3 separate regions of the Mus musculus genome follow, and regions 2 and 3 are each linked to region 1. Evidence: chromatin contacts called from public Hi-C data. All regions are on one chromosome and are shown on one strand. The core of a region is the stretch at or near the end of the contact, and the rest is flanking DNA. Distances in the headings are between cores, read along the strand shown. Region 1 holds the start of Ldb2 (LIM domain binding 2). Region 2 overlaps Ldb2 (LIM domain binding 2). Region 3 overlaps Ldb2 (LIM domain binding 2).

The links. A called contact is a pair of places that touch in the nucleus more often than the background predicts.
Region 2: a Hi-C map of uterus shows a contact between it and region 1, with 2.1 times the contacts expected there. The contact joins the enhancer-like site here to the promoter of Ldb2 in region 1. A contact is called at or near these places in 2 of 39 promoter capture datasets (cranial neural crest and hippocampal neurons), 1 of 484 Hi-C or Micro-C datasets (uterus), 1 of 115 datasets of contacts at active chromatin or transcription factors (embryonic midbrain) and 2 of 9 other capture datasets (adipose tissue and liver).
Region 3: a contact with region 1 is called in a Hi-C map of uterus, with 2.9 times the contacts expected there. The contact joins the enhancer-like site here to the promoter of Ldb2 in region 1. A contact is called at or near these places in 5 of 484 Hi-C or Micro-C datasets (nephron progenitors and uterus) and 2 of 9 other capture datasets (adipose tissue and liver).

What each region holds. Positions count from the first base shown.
Region 1 is chr5:44,798,467-44,801,005 of GRCm38.p6, forward strand. It overlaps Ldb2 (LIM domain binding 2), which reads right to left and starts at 1,280. Exons shown (of 8, transcript NM_010698.4): 1 at 896-1,280. The coding sequence starts at 1,027.
Region 2 is chr5:44,550,992-44,553,530 of GRCm38.p6, forward strand. All of the region lies in intron 2 of Ldb2 (LIM domain binding 2), which reads right to left. Among named protein-coding and RNA genes, the nearest start is that of Gm40297, 120 kb to the left of the region's middle. Within about 2 kb of position 1,265, at least 39 of the 459 cell types and tissues checked have an H3K27ac peak or open chromatin away from gene starts, as enhancers often do. A contact at or near this core is called in adipose tissue and uterus, where this site is marked.
Region 3 is chr5:44,585,423-44,587,961 of GRCm38.p6, forward strand. The region is part of intron 2 of Ldb2 (LIM domain binding 2); the gene reads right to left. Among named protein-coding and RNA genes, the nearest start is that of Gm40297, 160 kb to the left of the region's middle. Within about 2 kb of position 1,264, at least 15 of the 459 cell types and tissues checked have an H3K27ac peak or open chromatin away from gene starts, as enhancers often do. A contact at or near this core is called in uterus, where this site is marked.

The DNA.
Region 1 (2,539 bases), core at 30-2,529:
GACACACCTACAATAAACACTTCAACACCAAGTCCCACCTTACAGGCAGATGAGCACCCGGCAGCAGAGTGCTTTGCCACTCGGGCAGCCCAGAGAAAAATTAAATATTTAAATTGTGAAAGAGGAGTCTGGAGTTTTGCATTTAGAAAGTTCTGAAGAAGTCCCTGGACTGGCTCACTGCCTGAGAGGCTCAGCCTCCCTCTCTCTGGAGATCCCAAATGCACTCAACTGCTTCTGGCTTGAATGGGGAGCTAACTCCTGTCCCAAGGTAGAGCCTTGGGAGGCACAACCACCAGAGAGACAAGAGGACCCCACTTCCTCAGTCAACCTGTCTCTGAATTTAACACAGGCAAACGTGTGTGTCTTCCCTGAGCCCACCTCCAGGGAGTTCTGAAAAGTACACAAGGCTGCTCTCTTGTCCCTTTTACCTCAATTTTAGTCACTTTGAAAAAGTAAGTTCAGGTCAAACCAGACTTCCTCTGGAACTTGTAAATATATGAATATATGTATACATGATATTACACACACAACACAGACGCAAACATCCACAAAATCTCTTGCAGTCTATATCTCAACAAACACGACCATCTCTAAGCCTGTAAACATCAGAGTTCTGGGAAACCTGAATTTCTAGAGACTCGGCATGTGAACCAAGTGGCTTGTCTCTTTCCAGATACTAAGATTCCGGCAGAAACTGTCCCCAGCTCCAAGAGTTACTGTCGCTGGAAACCCAGCATTCAAACTCGAGGGTTCACCCAGCTGTGCTTATATCCACCTACGTGATAGTAGCTGGTGGGACACTTCCCACAGAATTCAGCTAAGAACCCCAGGAAAAGCCCATGCACAGTTTTTTTTTAAAAAATCCACAAACACACGCCAAGGTTGAAGAACTTACCTCTGTACGAGACTGCAGTCTCTTGTTCATCTCATAGATTCGGTACTCTGGCTGTACCATGTATGGTGTATGTCTCCTATAAAATGGGCCGAAAGGAGAAGAATAGAAGGGGTCATGTGGTGTGCTGGACATCTTGCCTGCTTGTCGAAAATCAAGCTTAATAGAGTATCAGGAACGTCCATGCAGAGCACATGGGCTGTGTTCTTCACAGTACAAAGTAGACGCACGCACACACGCTCACACACACACAGACACACACAGAGGCAGGCAGGCAGGCAGGCTGAGCACACTGGCTGGGAAGTGCTGTGGGAGCCCTCTATAGCGAGAGAGGAGAGGGAACGAGGAGGGAGAGGGAGGGAGGGAGCGCGGGAGGGGAGGGAGCACTGGAGCTCTGAGAGGGAGAGAGCGGAGGTTGGAGGTTGGGAGGGAGGAAGGGAGGGAAGAAGGAGGGAGGGAGAAGGGGGAGAGTGAGTTGAGAGAGAGAGAGAGAGAGAGAGAGAGAGAGAGAGAGAGAGAGAGAGAGAGAGAGAGAGAGCTGGATAGCTAGAGGCTCCAACTGCTTGTTTTTAAAGAAGCAGTTGGTGAAGGGGTCATTTCCTGTCCACACTGTAGACTAGTTCAAAAATATAATTCTCCTCCTAGTCTGACAAGAAGTCTAAGGCTGAGTTTTAGTCCCCCCCCCCCCCCCATTGCTAAGCTTGTTAGCAGAGAGGTGGGTTCACCCACTGCCTAAGCCTCTCGCCCCTGACAGCCACACTGTTGTAATGTATCAGAAATGGGATGACTCCCAAACACAACAACACTGGCACTCTGGTCCCTCTGATTTGGGGTTGGTGATTCACTCCCTCTGGAAGATTCCTCCGGGCTCTCATCTCCCAACAGAGTTTTGGCTGTACCTGCTGTACTTCGGATAGGAAGCTGAGCTGTATCTTAGCATTCCCCTCCCCCCTGACTTCCAAACTACTCCTATTCCCAGCCCCCTTCCTAACCTCCCAAAAGGGGGTTGTCCTGCTTTTGACGATGGTTTTAGGGGGCCTACATTTAGATTACCTGTACAGTCTCAGGTAAAAACAGTATCACCCAGACCTGAATGTGGAACCATCTAAAAATCCATCCAAGAGGCAATGGGCTTTTATTTCTAAGAGGTATTTCTAAGACAAGAAAAGGATCCAAAAAGCAGACTGCTCAGGAAGATATGAAACGCAAAGGAAAAAGCATCCCATAGAAATGTCCATGGAAAATTCAGTTGAGTAAGAAATTGCAGATAATTGAATTTATTGCCCCCCCAAGTAACAAGCCCAACTCTGATGGGGACAAGGTCTTTGCTTCCTTCCCAGAGTGGCCAAGTCTATAAATCTTAATTGTGGTGCATGACAACTAGAAGAAACCCCAAATAGCCCTGGGGAGGGGGGCAGAGTTGCCACAAAGAATTAGGGAATCTAGGAAAGATCCAATTGGCCCCACACTTACTCATATACAGGACACTTAAACAAAGCCAAGCCCCAGAAAATTCAGTGCAGGAGTTCACACCTAGCTAAGTCAGCGGCTTTAAGGGGGAAGGGGGAAGGGACCACAGAAAAACAAGATGGAATGTAAGACCTGGATGCAAATGCATGCAAATGAGACATTTCTTCTTTTTAATAA
Region 2 (2,539 bases), core at 15-2,514, 250 kb before region 1:
TCCTTTCTTAGGACCCTGGGACTCACACCAAGGCCTTACACATGACAGAGAGGTACCCTGCTTCTATCCCAGGTCATTACTCTGTTAGTCACATAATAATCCATGTCCAAGCAAGCAGCACTCTATCTTTCACGCACTTGCTAGGGGCTCACTAGGCCCGACTGTTCTCTGGATGTGGAGTGGGCAAGGAAGCAGACTTTACTTTCTGTTGGGGACTGCTTTGCCGCAGGGTTCAAAGGTCACATCCCTTGTTCTCTCTATTTCACAGACTAAGTCTCCAGGTAGGAAATCTGCCTTTCAACGTGAGCAGTAAAAACAGGCTATGTCTAACTTGTGCCCTGTCTTCACCCTTGACAACATGGTGCCAGAGGCCCATCACATGGGCACCACAGTCTCCTTCCTGCATGCTTTGGATGGAAGAGCTTTGGCATATGTTCTCCGGGCCTCAGAAGTGACACGAGGGGAGTTGTTACATCTGAGGAAAATAAATCTGAACTTTGGAATTAAAAAAAAATACTTTGTAAGGGTTTTATGAAACTAAAATAGCAAGGCTTGTTTGTGTGAACGTCTACTACTAACACAGACACTAAAAAGTTTCAAGTTTCCTGGATGCTCTATAGTCACCAATATCTTCAGCACCAATATTCATCAATGCCGTCACCTCAGGTCGTGTTTGATAGCAATGTCACTTTGTCTTCTAGATATTTTAATTATACACACAGACATATGACCCCCCCCTCTCTCTCTCTATATATATATATATATATTCATACTCTGTGTGTGTGGTTATATATGGTGGTTAGCTTTAATATCTAGTTGACTCATAAGCTCTGGGTAACTTTTCTGCCTATGTCTCCCCTCTCTCCTTTGGAGTGCTAAAATTGCTGATGCACATCATCACACCTGGCTTGTTGTTTGTATTCTTGGGATGGAGCTCTGGTTGCCTGGCACTCACAGAAAGCCTTTTTACCACCTAAGGCATCGCACAGAATTTTAAAGTACCATCTGAGTATGGCTGTTTTACTTATTATTTGGAGCTTCCATATTTTCTGTTTTGTTTTAAACAATGAGAAGGGAAATACATGTTTTCATTTTACTAGAAACCAAGAGTTACGCTTTGAAGGGTTGCCACCAACTTATGCCCATTTATTACTGTCAAATTTTACAACTTCCACCATTTAGGTCACAGCGTGTGTCTGCCACCATGTCAGTGATCATGCGTCAGCAATGATGGTTGTTAGTCACCGTCATTGGCTTGCTAGGCAACTGCTGTAGATGAACCATCTCCGCTGACTGCTTCCTGTGATCTCCAGGATTTCATTGCAAGCCGCTGACCTTGCCGAAGTGAAAGCAAAACTGCAGCCTTGAGAAGTAAACTCATTCTTGCATTTTCTTGCCAAACTTCAGGAATTCTCATGAAATCATTTCAGTATGTTTGACGGAGCTGTCCCAACTCAGCCCAGTGGAGACAACCAGTTATTCCGTTTCACATTTGAATATCAGCATATTTTATCTGGCTGACAAAAAAGCAGATGTGTGCTTGTGATTTTCAACTTAATGTAGGCCAGGTCCTAACGGGCTTTAGCAATTCTAAGAGTGGGGAAGAAGCAATGTTGTTTCTGCTGAGGGACGGCAGTAGGGCGAATCCTGGTCCTCTGGAGGGCTGGCTGTAATAGCAAACACCCCTTCACAGGTGCTAAGTAGGAACTAAGATGGACTCTTCTTGTACGTAACACTTTTTGCAGGGGTCTGAAGTCCAGAAGGAGCTTGTCTGGTTCAAAGCTACACTAGCTGGAGCTTGGAGCTCCTCCTTGGCTTCATCTCTTTGCTCAGCATTGTTTGCACATATGATGTCTTCAGAAATCTTTCTCTCCCATTTGATCCACACTCTTAGGCATCCTCAGGTCCCACTGTAGCGTGGCACCCTCTGGCTGAGCAGCACCTTTTTCCTTTCTTTTTTGCTAAGGTCTCCCTTGTGCACGCAGAGCAACTATAAATGTATACGAGTTGTGTTGTGCATCAACGGGCTTCCATTCATACACTGGCTGTGCCCTTTAGATATGTTCTGAGCACAAACAGAGGGCCTTTGCCTGTTCAGTTCCAGATTCTTCATCTGTCCAATAGGGCAGCAATGAGCAACAGAAGAAAGCAGTAAGGTGTACTAACAGCACCCATGCATAAAGGGTCAGCACAGAGCACAGTTGTGTTAAATATATACTGATTTACTGGTATATCCCCCCTACTCCTTGCACACAGACTTTGAGACATACTACTGATCTGTAATCCTTAATTTTATTGTCTGTCAAGTGTAGTTCCTGGAAAACATTCCTGCAACATTTAAGCATCACAGCATATTTGTGATGTAAATAGCTACTTAGGAGATGTTTGGCAAACAAAGGAATGTGGACTTGGCCTGTCAGTTTAGATAGTCTGCCAATTTTAAACCTGCTATGTGTACTCATGGGTTTCCTGTGCAGAGGTCAGGCCATGTTCAGTTCAGGGCTAGGGACTACAACAGTGAGAAAAAAACAAGTCCTTA
Region 3 (2,539 bases), core at 14-2,513, 210 kb before region 1:
TTTTTAACAAAGTGACAGAAAGATGAAATTTATCATTAGCAAAGTCATTGCAACTATTTTATGTTATAAATACATTGAAAACAAGGCAAAACAACAACAACAAAAAACTAGGGCTCAACTCGATGGTATCATAAACAGAATATAAAAAATTAATCATATTATGGGTCTCAACCTGGGCTGGAAACAGAGATAGTGAAACTCCAATCCAATCAATAGGGTTGAAGAGGTCAGCAGAGTTGCTTCCTCTTGGGCAGGGGCTATATCTCATTAAGTTTGTATCCTCAGTGCCAGATCCCGAGGAGGAATTCAATAAATTCCTCCTAAATTGAAATCATCACTTACAATAAGCCCTTAATAAGATGGTGAATTTATTGAAGGCATCATGTATACCACTAGACCATAGCATCCTTAGAGCCTCACATGTACTGGTCTCCATAACTCTGCAAGTGCCATATGACCAAAATCTTCAGCCTTAGACAGATCCAATGAATAATACGAACAAGTGAGGCAAACCAGATGGAGACATCAAGAATAATGTAATTTGAGGATGGGAAGGAACTACAGGGCCCCAATATTGTTAGAGATGAATGTTTTTCCCTAAAGTTTAATCTATAGGCCTTTATTGAAACTTCCCAAGTTTTAGATATAGTCAGCTAACTCACAATGTCTGAAAACAGGGGAGCAATCAAAGGACACTATGTTTGTCCCTACAGAGGACGAGATTTTGGTTTAGATGCTGAGGAGATGGACAGGAGGGTTAAGTCAGTCCTACACAGAGGATGCTCCACTCTGTAATTCTCTACATTTTCCCCGCCCCACTGGTGGTGGGGAACTTTTAGGAAGACTAGGAATGAGAATGGTTAAATAGTCTTTTCTGTGCCACATGCCCAGAGAGCCAGAAAGGTAGTGATTAAAAGTCAAAGCTATTGATTTTCCCAAACATATTGAGCTGTCTTCTCATTACAGATTCTGGACTGATTCTTCAAGAGGAAACAAACAATCCCACAAAAACAAACAAAACAGTTCTTTCACTGAGAGAGATCCTCAGATGGACCTGATTCTTAGGATGGGGTCTCTTTGAAACGTGGACAGCAGCACTCCCTGGGGGAATACACTCCAAAAAAAGATCACATTCTTGCACGTGTCAAACTTATTGCAGTATGGTTTTGCAGTCACATAAAGACAAAGATTGCCCTTCAATATAACAGTAACACGCAACACTTGCAGAAAAGGCCTGCCATACAACTCGGCAGTTTGATCTTTCTTTTTGGTTTGCCAGGGCTCATTTTTGCAGACATGTGTTTCTGCTTAGAAGTGTACAGAAGTGGATAAATCACTGGGGTCGTCGTCCCTGGAGCTGGCTCCATTAACTTTCTTGGCATGATCTCACCATTGAAGTCAACATGACTTAAGAGTTTATACAACATTTTATTAGGCTTTAATCCCCGACTTTCCCTGCATTTAAATGTTCATCTGTTGGGTAAAAAAAAGTGAATGTTGCTCATGAGTCAAAGACCAATGTATCCTGACTTTCATTTGTGTTTAATTAACTTATTGTGCTCATTTTTGATTTTAGGCAAGCAGGAGGGAAGTTTTAAACATCCCTGAAGGAATGATTTTGTGTGTGTGTGTGTGTGTGTGTGTGTGTGTGTGTGTGTGTGTTACATGCACATGAAAAAGTTACAAATGTGGTGCACTGTATGAAAAAAGTAAGTGGTTAGAAACTAAAGGCTCAAGATAATGAAGAAAATGGGACCATTTACCAGGATTTATTAGCCACACTTCTGCAATGACTACATTTCACTGGCTTTGTCATCTGCCCCTGAACCTCTCGCTCTGTAATCCTTACCAGACTTTTCTGTGTACAGTACTCTCATTAAAAACAAGTCATCAAAACTCAATAAAATTTTATTGTTTCCACAGAATCTTCAGGCCCATAGATTTCAACAAGGAACAATTTCATTTCTCAGTGAACACTTGGCAAAGTCTTGGAAGATGGCTTTGGTTGGTTGTCATGATTTTAGTGGGTAGAGGAAAGGTCAGTTAGCATACCACAATGCAAAGAGAAAGCATGGTAGATGACAGACTTGAAATAGTGTGTTTGTGTAGCACTCCCCCACAGAACGCAAGTGCTCACATCCTGCTGTTTGTTTTGTGGTTGAGCACTAGCATTATCCCCAATCATACAGGGAAAGATACAGATTTGAAGACAAAGTTCAAGAGCCACATTTTGCACCAGATACCAAATGTCCCTAGGCCAGAGTTGTAAGCTTATTGCTTAAGGGAAAGCAAGTGTGCCTTTAGTAGATAGTGGCTTGAACCCATGGATCAATGGGCATCAGGAACAAAAGTAGCGTTCTGTCACCATCATTACTAAACCTGATCCTGGAGAATTTAAAGTACCCACGTGGAAGCATCATAGCTTCCTGTTGCATGCATTCACTCACTTCTTCAATAAAGACCTATTGCACACCCAGCTGCTATATATGCCATACACCCTAGTAGGTTCTGGAGTGGGTGACAAACACCAAGACCTTAT